Regions from separate parts of the Sus scrofa genome. Here region 1 is linked to region 2. Evidence: chromatin contacts called from public HiChIP or PLAC-seq data. All regions are on one chromosome and are shown on one strand. The core of a region is the stretch at or near the end of the contact, and the rest is flanking DNA. Distances in the headings are between cores, read along the strand shown. Region 1 has its middle 14 kb from the start of FCHSD2. Region 2 holds the start of ATG16L2 (autophagy-related protein 16-2).

What was found. HiChIP or PLAC-seq counts read pairs in DNA pulled down with a chosen protein or histone mark.
Region 1: an H3K27ac HiChIP or PLAC-seq map of alveolar macrophages shows a contact between it and region 2. The contact joins the enhancer-like site here to the promoter of ATG16L2 in region 2. A contact is called at or near these places in 1 of 5 promoter capture datasets (liver), 10 of 47 Hi-C or Micro-C datasets (embryonic fibroblasts, heart right ventricle, mesenteric adipose tissue and 5 more) and 2 of 2 datasets of contacts at active chromatin or transcription factors (alveolar macrophages and skeletal muscle).

Annotation. Positions count from the first base shown.
Region 1 is chr9:7,631,407-7,637,116 of Sscrofa11.1, forward strand. No RefSeq gene overlaps it. Among named protein-coding and RNA genes, the nearest start is that of FCHSD2, 14 kb to the left of the region's middle. Within about 2 kb of position 2,790, at least 47 of the 83 cell types and tissues checked have an H3K27ac peak or open chromatin away from gene starts, as enhancers often do. A contact at or near this core is called in alveolar macrophages, liver, mesenteric adipose tissue and 4 more, where this site is marked.
Region 2 is chr9:7,342,819-7,348,651 of Sscrofa11.1, forward strand. It overlaps ATG16L2 (autophagy-related protein 16-2), which reads left to right and starts at 4,155. Exons shown (of 17, transcript XM_013977351.2): 1 at 4,155-4,336. The coding sequence starts at 4,219. It also overlaps a transcript of STARD10 not described here.

The sequences.
Region 1 (5,710 bases), core at 1,540-4,039, 290 kb after region 2:
AGTCACCCTGTGCTTTGTAATTAGGCCCTGTATAAACAAACCGCCTGCCACTTTCAGGTGAGTGGTACCATCTGTGTCTTGTTGGGACTCTGAATGATGCTGTCCCTGAAATTCTCCCTGTTAGCTAAGTGGGAGGAGGAGGGAGTGAGCGGGGCCATCCTTAGAGGATAAGAAAGAACAGCCGAGTTCTGGCTGGAGGAGCCAGTGCCAACGAGGGAGGCAGAAAGGATGCACCTGGCCTCCTGAGTCTGCCTTCCTGGCAGGAGACGTGGGCTGGCACGAGCAGGAGGCCAGCTGCTAACAGAAAGTTCTGCAGAGTCGGCCCAAAGCTCAAGCTAAAGCTCGGAGCATCTTCTCTTCCACTGAGGCCTGTCTGGTACCCGCGAGCACTGGCACTTGCTGGTTCCTAACTGGTCCCCGGACTTGCTAATCAGATTAAAGGGCAAACTACTGAATGCCGAGGACTCATGAATTTGAAATCCTGTGGCGTTTATTTTCCTGTGATCAGGAAAGGCACCTTTCGGTAGAGGTACCTCCGAGGAAACTCAGTAAATGCATCATTTTTTTCCCTTAACAGGAGATGGGGAGCTTGGCGCCGAGGCAGGAGGGGGTCTACCTTGTGCTACGGAGTAGGGGTGTCAGAGATCTGGGGACCGGGTTTGTCTCTAAAGTGAGAGAGCGGATCGGGCCTGAACATCCCACCAGCTCTCCTGGGCTCTTTCAATGCTAATGCGTCCACATTTCAAGCCACCACGGTTCCACATCTCCCCTAGTTCTCTCTCTTCCCCAGCAAAGCTGAGTATGTGTGGGAGGCAGAGGAAGCAGGGCCAAATGGGGCATCCAGGAGGCTCCCTCGAAGAGAGTGGGGGCCTGTGGGGAGGGAAAGGGGCCTCTCCCCCTGGATGCTCTCTGAGCTGGGACTCTGCAGGCTCATCCTGGTGCTGCAGCTGGAATCAAGTGTGGTGAGAAAGTGGGGCTGTGGGCAGGGGGGACCTACGAGACTGGGGCTGTTTGTGAACACAGAGAGTGGATTAGAGAGTTCTAAAGACAGGCGGCTCATGGAAGGGCCTACGTCAGCAAGCTTGTCAGGATCAAGATATTGGGGGGCCTGGGAGGAACATGGGGCACCCCTCCCAGTTCCTCATACTTGCCATGGCTCCATATGAAAGAGCGTGAGGTTGAGAGGAGGCACAGAGGGCCAGCCAGCAGCCACAAGGAGTAGGGTCCCCCATTTGGGGGAGGGGCTGGGGACAGACCCATGGTAGGGACAAAGGAAGGCCAGGCAGCCCCTGTCCGTGGAAGTCCTTGGCAATGAGGGGCCAAGGGAGAGCTGAGTGACACCCAGGAAGTCACGGGTGTTCCCTCTGTGGACATCACCACATCACAGAGGCCACCAAGGGCAAACAGAACCGGAGCAAGGTCAGGGACAGGTCTCTGAAGCAGAATGAAGCCGGGGGGGCAAGAGAGCTCACAGGCCTTCTCTCCACCCCCAGGAGTTAGTGATGAGAAAAGAGAGCGGAGCATGCCCCTGGCCTATCACGGTCCCCAGCCACCAAGCCTCTCTAGTCACATTCTAGCCTGGGTGGGGTAGAGGGTTGCTGTGAATTGGGTAAGAGGTTGAAGTTTTTGCTTTGTTTTTTGTCTTTTTTTTTTTGCCTTTTCCAGGGCCAGCATATGGAGGTTCCCAGGCTAGGGGTCGAATTGGAGCTGTAGCTACTGGCCTACACCAGAGCCACAGCAACACGGGATCCAAGCTGAGTCTGCAACCACAGCTCACGGCAACGCCGGATCGTTAACCCACTGAGCAAGGGCAAGGACCGAACCCGCAACCTCATGGTTCCTAGTTGGATTCGTTAACCACTGCGCCACAAGGGGAACTCCGAGATTGAAGTTTTAAACTGGACGGGTCTAGGTTTAAATAACTGAATGAGGAGTTCTCATTGTGGTTTGGTGGGTTAAGAACCCAGCTAGTATCCATGAGGATGTGGGTTTGATCCCTGGCCGTGCTCAGTGGGTGAATGACCCAGTGTTGCTGTGGCTGTGGTGTAGGCCGGCAGCTGCAGCTTTGATTCACCCCATGGCCCGGAAACTTCCATGTGCTGCAGATGTGGCCCTAAAAGAAAAGACCAGAAGGTTATTAAAACTGCCTGTGGTGTTAAAAAAGAGGAAAGAGGAAAGGGAATGATGAGGAAGATTAAAAAGACCCAGAATTTCTTCATGCAACTACCTCAACAGGTTGAACCAAACTCCTCAGCAACCAGGTGTGCTAAGAAAATGACCACTGGCCTCCCATCTCCATAGTGAGGCATCCCTCCCACCTGAGCCGAAGAGAGCACCTGGGGACCAGAGCACCTGCCAAAGAGCCTGAGCTTCACCTTGACTGGGCCGCCTTGGCTGACAAGCCTCTCTTGAACCCATCCCTGGACCGAAGAGGTGGCAGGTACTGATTGTTCGAGCTCAGGTCATATTTCTACCCCTGGAGGTGGCCTCCCCGGGACCACAGCATTCCCAGAAGGGAGGTGGGAACTGCAGGGAAGAAGGAAGGAAGGATGAATTGGGGGAAATTTCGCGTTGGGGAAACTTTTGGCATAAAGTTTCTGTCCCAGGAAGAGAGTGGAACCAAAACAAAAACGTACAGGAGTTTTATAATTCCCAGAATAACAGCCATTGACACGCTTAAAGATGACACTAACGGGGGGGTTGGAGCAGCAGGGCAGAGTTAAATATCCCGGCAGTAAGGAAAAGGAGGCCCTGTTCCCCGGTGGCCCAGTGAAGGACTCAGCATTGTCACCGCTGTGGCTGCTGTGGCTCAGTACAGGAACTTGCGCAGGCCGTGGGTGCAGCCAAAACAAACAAACGAGAAAGATTTTTAAAAAGAAAGAACGAAACAGGCGGCCAGGAGAGCTCTGAGCTGAGGGCGAGCTCCTGGGGGCTGGGAGGGGCCTCTGGATGAAGGGAGGGCAGGAAGGGGAGCTTCGGGACTAAAGGCACGTCTGAAGGGGATTTTCCGAAGTGAAATGGTGAAAGTGAAAGTGAAGGAAGCCAAGAGCAGAGCCCTCGCCCCCGTTTTCCCGTGTGAAATCAGCAGTTACAGGGTCAGTCTCTTCGGCTGTGGGCATGACGACCGAATGCAAGGTGGCAGCCAGGACTGGGTCCTGGGACAAAAGTGGGACATGGCTGCAAACGCTGGTGAAGTCCACTTACAGCCTCGAGTGTAGTTCATAGCCACTGTTGGAGGTTCCCCCCACCCCCCGCCAAAAAAGAGAGAGAGAGAGAGAGACAAAAAATAGTAATTAATGTCAATTTCTTTGTTGTGACAGTGTGTCTGTCCCTTAGAACGTACCATGTTAACGAAGGAAACTGGGTAACGGGTATAGGAGACATCTCCGTACATTTTTGCAACTTTTCCATAAATCTACAGTTATTCCAGATAAAGTTTATTTATGTATGTATTTGTTCATTTATTTGTCTCTTTAGGGCCACACCCGTGGCCCAGAGACGTTCCCAGGCTAGGGGATCGAATCAGAGCTGTAGCTGTCGGCCTCCACCACAGCCACACAACACAGGATCCGAGCCACGTCTGTGACCTACACCACAGCTCACGGCACCGACGGATCCCTGACCCACGAGCGAGGCCAGGGATCGAACCCACGTCCTCAGGGATACTCGTCAGGTTCGTTGACCACTGAGCCATGACGGGAACGCCTAAAGTGTATTTTTAAAAGAGTCCCTTTCTCGTAGCATAAATTCACATTTACTGTGTGGAGGGGCACTGCTTCTGGCATTTCACATATAAGTAAACTCTAGGTATTGTGGTGTCCCTGGCACCGTGTGGGGCGGTAGAGAGAGGAAGGAGCCAAGTGGCATTCATAACAGGATCCTGTGGCCTGAGTGCGAGAGGATGAGCTGAAGTTATGATGCACTTGGCAGCGGGCAGGGCACACAACTTGTGCCCGGAAAAGATCAGCATATCTGGAGATGTTATAAAGGCCTGCCCTCTCCCCTCGGCCTCCCACAGCCCCGGGTCCCTCCTCCCTGGGTTTGGGAGGTGGGCTGTGCCATCAGTGGGTTAGCTGAGTTTTTCCATAGGGCCGAGAACCCCAGCCTAGGTGCCTTTGCCTCTGTGGGGCAGGTTGGCTACGTCTTCCCTCCTGCCCCGTGTGTGGACAAATGAGATGACTGTGCTGGGTTCTGACCTGACTAATTTCATTTAATCCTTCTATCAACCTGGAAGGGTAGCAATCACTGTCTCCATTTTACAGATGGGGAAACAGAGGCTGCAGAGCCTGGTATTTGCTTTCCCTCAGAGCAACCTCTTGAGACGAATAAGACAAACAGCACCAGTAACTGTGGGGCCAGTTGAGCTGATAAGCAGAAAAAAAAAAAAAAACAAAAACTGGAAGAACATGGAGAGGAAAGGTCACTTCTGTGTCCCTCAGTCAGCAGACTTTGGAGCCAAGAAGTTTTCCAGGGAGAAGGGGACGAAGAGAACATTCGAGATGAGGAAATAGTGAGAAGCCTGGCACCGAGCTGGAACACCTGGAAATCTGGCAGTGCACGGGCGGGGTGCCTGGGTGGGTTGGAGCCCAGGATCCAGGCAGGGAGTGGGCTGAGACCAAAGCAGAGAGGGCCGGGACCCCAAAGCACACTTTACACCCTGCTGCGCAGGCTCTGCTGCCTTTCGGGATCTGCCCTGAGGCTGCCGTCAGCGGTGCATCATTCGTGGCTCAGGAGCCCCCCGCCCCAAAAACTCTGGTTCTATCAGAAGCCTCTGCTAAGGCCTCTATGGGTCAGTGCTGGGAGGACTCAAAACGGAGCCTAGACGGAAGAAGCAGTTTCGTATCTATCTTGTGCCAAGCCCTACAATGGGCGGTGGGGACCGGGACACTCAGTCCCTTTCCCTAGAGCGTTTGAGTTGGGGAGTATCCCCACTGCCATGCGCCATGTGGTCAGCTAGTCCCTGAGAATCAGGGCTCAGGACTGTGGAGGCCCAGGGGGGACCCCCAGCCTCTGGGGGGAAGGGGCGGGATTCCCAGCCAGACCTCACCAACCTGGTGGCAGGGTAGCCAGCATGATCAGCAGTGCCAGGGGAAGGAGAACCCAGGTTCTATTCTGGCTGCCTCTCCAGGAGGAAGTCAGATCCAGGAGGTGGAGGGCCCAGCAGGGTGAGCCAGGCCTCCACCCCCGGGCGGCCCCCTTCCTCCGGGAGGGTGTTCTGGGCATGGCCCCGTGGTGACGCTGGACCGGAGCTGGGCTCCCAGCCGACGTGCTGGCCTCTCGCTGTTTCCGGTGACCTCTAGAGCCCCACGTTGGGTGTGATGCAGGGAACCTGCGTGTGCCAGCTGTCTGGAACGGGACCAGCCCAGCAACGGCCTCCCCCCTCACGTGGTCGGGCTTGTGACACCGAAGTGCAGGCCTCTTTCGGGTGCTCTGGTTACTTCTCCAAGGACATGCAAAGTATAAAGTCCTCTGGGCCCACAGCCCAGCCCGAAACACGCGCTTCTGCGGCGCTCCAGAGGAAGGGTGGTGAGGAGGCAGGTGCCATGCTTACGGGCTCAGAAGTGCAGCCGTCACGAGGGGGCTTTTCTGCAAGCAAGCATTCTTGCCATTCTTGCGAGATGAGTGGGGAGGGGCCGAAATGGACCCCCCATTTCGGCAGCGAAGGGCCTAGACAGACCCAGAGGCTCATGGGACACTGAACACTGAGAAG
Region 2 (5,833 bases), core at 2,905-5,404:
AAGTAAGAACTTCCCCACAGCCCCAGTAACCTCTAATCTATATTCTGTCTCCATGAATTCAACTATTCTAGGTATTTTACATAAGTGGAATCATAAAATATTTGTCCTTTCGTGTCTGACTTATTTCACGTAGTGTAAGTTTTCAAGGTTCATAGAGGTCGTAGCATGTTTCAGAACGTCAGTCCTTTTTAGGGCTGATTCATGTTTCACTGTATGTATAAACCACATTTTGTTTGTCTGTTCATCTGCTGATGGACGTGAATCCTGTCCACCTTTTGTCCATTGTGAATAATGTTACTGCAAACACGGGTTTAGAAATACCTCTTTGAGGCCTGGCCTTCAGTACACCGAGGCATGGGATTGCTGGATTGTTTGGTTGGTTCTGTTTAACCTCTTGAGAAACCATCAAACTTATCCACCAGTGAGAAAAGAGAACCGTCCCACATTGTTGGTGGGAACGTAAGCTGGTGCAGGCACTATGGAAAAAAGGACGGAGATTCCTCAAAAAGCTAAAACTAACGTTGCCATACGATCCAGGAATCCCACTCCTGGGCGTATATCCAGACAAGACTCTAATTCAAAAAGATACATGTGGGAGTTCTCCTGGTGGCTCAGCTGGTTAAGAAACTAACTAGTATCCATCAGGATGCGGGTTCAATCCCTGGTTGCTCAGTGGGTTAAGGATCTGATGTTGCTGCAAGCTGCAGCATAGCTGCAGATGTGGCTTGGATCTAGTGTGGCTGTGGTGTAGGCCAGCAGCTGCAGCTCTGATTTGACCCCTAGCCTGGGAACTTCCATATGCCACACTTGTGGCCCTAAAAAAAGGGAAAAAAAAGATACATGCACCCAAATGTTCACAGCAGTACTATTCATAGTAGCCAAGTCACGGAAACAATCTAAATATCCAGATGAATGGATAATGAAGATGCGATACATAGAATAGAATAGAATACTACTCAGCCACAAAAAAGAATGAAAAATATTGCAGCAACATGGACGGACCTATAGATTATCACACTAGGGTGAAGTAAGTCAGAAAGACAGAGACAATACCATGTGATATCACTTATATGTGGAATCTAAACTATGATGTAAATGGATTTATCTATGAACAGAAATGGATTCACAGGCATAGAGAACAGATTTGTGGTTGCCAAGGGGGAAGGGGGTGGAGGGATGGAGTGGGAGCTTGGGGTTAGCAGATGCAAACTATTGTATATAGAATGGATAACAACAAGGTCCTCCCATATAGCACTGGGAACTCTATTCGATATCCTGTGGTAACCCATAATGGAAAAGAATAGTGCAAAAGAATGTATGTATAACACACACACACACACACACATTTATATATATTCCCACCAGCAGTGCCCTATGTTTCCAATTTCTTCGCATCCTTGCCAGTGTTTGTTATTTTCCATTAAAACAGTGTTTTAAATTATAGCTATTCTAGGAGTTCCCGTTGTGGCTCAGTGACTAACGAATCTGACTAGGAACCATGAGGTTGTGGGTTCGATCCCTGGCCTTGCTTAATGGGTTGGGGATCCAGCATTGCGGTGAGCTGTGGTGTAGGTCACAGACGTGGCTCGGATCCCGCATTGCTGTGGCTGTGGTGTAGCTGGCAGCTGCAGCTCTGATTGGACCCCTAGCCTGGGAACCTCCTTATGCCGCAGGTGCAGCCCTAGAAGAGGCAAAAATACAAAAAAAAAAAAAAAAAAAAAAAAAAGAAATTTAGCCATTCTCCTAGGCAAAAGGTGGTTTCTCATAGTTTTGATTTGCATTTCTTTAATGAGTAATAATGAGTAATAACACTGAGCACCTTTTCATGTGTTTATTGGCCTTTTGTCTATCTTTGGAGAAATGTCTGTTCAAATCCTTTGCTCATTTTTTGAACTGTTGAATTAGTTTTGTTGTTGTTGAGCTTTAGGAGTTCTTTACATACTCTGGACAGTGGACCCTTATCAGATATATACCTGCAAATATTTTCTCCTATTCTATAGATGTCTTCTCTCTTTCTTTCTTTGTCTTTTTGCCTTTTCTAGGGCCACTCCCGCGGCACATGGAGGTTCCCAGGCTAGGGGTCTAATCGGAGCTGTGGCTGCCTGTCCACGCCAGAGCCACAGCAATGCCAGATCTGAGCCGTGTCTGTGACCTACACCACAGCTCACGGCAACGCGGGATCCTTAACCCACTGAGTGAGGGCAGGGATCGAACCTGCAACCTCACGGTTCCTAGTGGGATTCGTTAACCACTGAGCCACAACGGGAACTCCTCACTTTCTTGATCGTCTTTTTTTCTTTTTTTTAAAATCCTTTTAGGGTTGCACCTGTGGCATATGGAGGTTCCCAGCGTAGGGATCGAATCTGAGCTGTAGCCGCTGGCCTACGAAACAGCCACAGCAACGCCAGATCCGCACCTCATCCGCAACCTACCCCACAGCTCACGGCAACGCTGGATCCTCGACCCACTGAGCGAGGCCGATAAACCTGCATCCTCATGGATTCTAGTGGGATTTATTTCCAAGGAGCCACAGCGGGAGCGCCTCGACCATCTCCTTTGATGCACAAAAGCTTTTTTTCCCCTTTGTTGCTTGTGCTTTTGGTATCATATTCATGAAATCATAGTCATGAAGATTTCTCCCAATTCAAAGATTTTTTTTTTCTTTTTCTTTTTAGGGCCGCACCTGTGGCACATGGAGGTTCCCAGGCTAGGGCTCGAATCAGAGCTGCAGCTGCCGGCCTACACCACAGCCACAGCAACGCGGGATCTGAGCCACATCTGCCCTGGCCCTGAGCCTCCATGGGTACCATTTGCTTCTCTTCGGTACACTAGTTAATGTTAACACCCACTACCCACTCCCTGAATAGACAGGCCAGGCTGGGGCTGGGGCTAAGATCGCAGGTTTAACTCTGTACAGGTGCAGCAAAGTTTTCCTGGAGGAAGTGACCCATGAGTAGAAGCCAGGCCCACTAGAGGGAAAGGTGTTCCAAACAGCAGGCGTAGGGCGACCAAAGGAAATGAGGGTCAAAGACAATGGCACAGGGGGACAAAGCCCAATTCACTGTGGTTTCAAAGCAGAGCAGAGTACCCTCTCCTGTGGTGTCACTGGCATTGATAGCTTTTCAAGACCTGTAGCCCGCCCTCTCCACATTTCAACAGACCTGTCACCTCCATGGCCTGCATGGCCTCAGTGAGTCCCTCCTTTCATTCGTCACACCAGCCTGTCTGCAGAGCTCTGGACAGTTCCCTGCAAACTCATGATTCACTGTCAAGTGCACCTGCAAGAGATGCTGCTGCTGCTCCAGGGGCTGCCCAACAGGGTACAGAACGATCAGCAGAACTCGGTCAGGATACTGCGTTGGTGGCCAGCTCAGCCATCCTCTCCCGTGCAGTCTCAAGCAAGCCTCTTCCCCACTCTGAGCCAGGGGCTTCTTAGATGAAATCAGCTGCATGCCTTTACTCTCAGGGGCCTGAAGTTTCTGCATGAACTGGACCCTTAAGCCTTGCTCCACACAAGGACGGTTCTTTCTCCCGTCCTTCCAGGCCCGAATCTGCTGGAACGTTTTATGCCCTTGAACCTCTGCACTTGTTCTCTCCACTGCCTGGATTTTGCTTCTTTCTCCTCCTGGCCAATTCCTACTGCATCCCTCACCACCTGACTCGAGGCCATCACCTCCGAGAAGCAGGGCCTCCTTTCTTCAGTCCTTCTTTTTCCGTGGTTTCTCATCTCGCTGTCACATATTGCCTGCCTTGTGTCGGTGTCGCCTCCCCTCACAGGTCTCGAGGGCAGAGTCCGGGAGTGGGGGGAGGGGGCTGCACCCAGTTTCAAGCGCCGCCTGGTCCAGAGCGTCTGTTACCTTAGCGTTCGGTGTGGGCGCCTTGGGGTTAAAACACGGAGGCCTCGGAGGCGGCGCCTGCGGAGCGTGCCAACAGGAGAGGGGGAGCCGCCCGGAGGCTCCGACCTCGTCCCCTCTCACCGCCCCCGAAAGCTTACAGGAGTCCCCACTCAGGTGCGACTTTGGTGGGGTCCGAGGGTCTAGACCCTGGGGGCGGCTTCTCCCACGTTTTCCTTCCGTTCTCCCCCCAAAACGCTTTTGGTACAACCCGGGGATTCCCCGCCAGCCGCGTGACGTCACGGAGTCCCCGCCGGGCCCCGCCCCGCCCGGCCGCGCCCACCTCTGCGAGAGCAGCGCGCGGGGCGGGCGGCAGCGGGCGGCCATGGCGGGGCCCAGCGACCCCGGCGCCCCTGTCGCCTGCTGGAAACGCCACATCGTGCGGCAGCTTCGACTCCGGGACCGCACGCAGAAGGCCCTCTTCCTGGAGCTGGTGCCAGCCTGTGAGTGCTGGTGCCCGGGGGGCCCTATGACCGTCGGGGGCGCGGGGAGAGGGTTTGGCTGCTTCGGCTTTGACCCTGGCGTATCATCTTTTCGTCTCCGAAGCTTGAGCCTTCTAGAGCCCCTGTTACGCCCCATCTCCGACTAGCCGGTGTTCTTGCCCGTTACGAACCCGGGTCTGCTTAGAGCCCTTTGCCGGATGGAGCTCTGGCTCTTCCTTGCGCCTGGGGGCCCGGCTCTGCCTCTCAACAACTGGGCTTCCTAGGAACGGGTTCGTCAGCGAGTGTTGGTTTGTTAGGGTCGCTTAGACGTCCCCTTCCTGGGCAGTCTCCAGGGTAGAGCCTGATCAGTCCATCTGGTCCCCATAAGCACAGCGAAAGATCACAGGACTGTCCAGAGCAGTTACTTCTAAACTCTAGAGAGGAAGTTCAGAGTCCGAAGCTTTGCCACTGAGAGGCTCAGGTTTTTGGAGCATCTCTCTGTCCAGCCACCTCTGGCCTGAGGGAGAAGCAGGGGGCCCCAGGCTTTGGAGGGCCGTGGCTGAGCCTGGGGAAGTCAGACTCTCAGACCTGTTTCTGGGAAGCTGGTCAGGAAAGGGTATGCAGTTCAAGTCGGGATGAAGAGCTGTACATCTGGGTGCAGTGCCTCTGGTCGGCTGAGATTCTGTGTCAGGGGTTGAAAGTCTAACCACAGTCCCTTCCGCTCCATCACTGGTCCTAACCTTGGCTGCTACTTAACTGTCTCCTCCAACCCCCACAACTGAATCTGCTGCTTCGTCCTGGGCGATTTCTTTGCAACCTTCTGGCCATCAGTCCTCCGCCTTCAGGGATGAGGCCAGCCCCATGCCTCTAGGCAGCCTCACTTCTCCGTGGCTCTGAGGGACAGTGGAACCTTCCAGTTACCCTCACCCCCTGGGGTGGCAGATGTGTGGGATTGGAGAGATGCTGGAGGGCTGAACACAGACTCCCAGTTGGTTCTGTCTTCTCTGGTTTGGGGCAGGTCATAGCCCTAAGCCTCAGGTTTCTCACCAGTAAACTGGACGGACTAGCATCTCGTTTGGATTTGCTGGGCAGGAGTGGGGGTTGTGGTGGGGTTTTGTGTGAGAACAAGTCCAGTGAGAGCGAGGAGCTGCGGAGCTAGGCCTGGGCTTATCCACCGCCCTAACCTGGAACCGGCTGAGAAAGAGGAAGTGCCCACGAGTGGGGGTGGAGGGTTGTGTTCCAGGCTTCGTAGCAGAAACTACCAAACTTGAGAACTTGCTGTTTTGGCCTGTGGGGAACGTTACACCAGCCCTGGGGAAATCAGGATTTTTTTTTTGATCTGGAAAGTCTGAGCCTCCGGAGGGGAAGTAACTTGCCGAAGGCCACAGGCTGGTGGAGCTCAGTTTGTCTCATTGCTCTCTGGGCCCAGGCCCGGCCCTGGGGGAGGCAGGATCCATCCCCAGCTCCTTCGCTCACTCAGGCCCTGCTCTGCCATCTCCCTCCCCAGCCGTGGTGGTC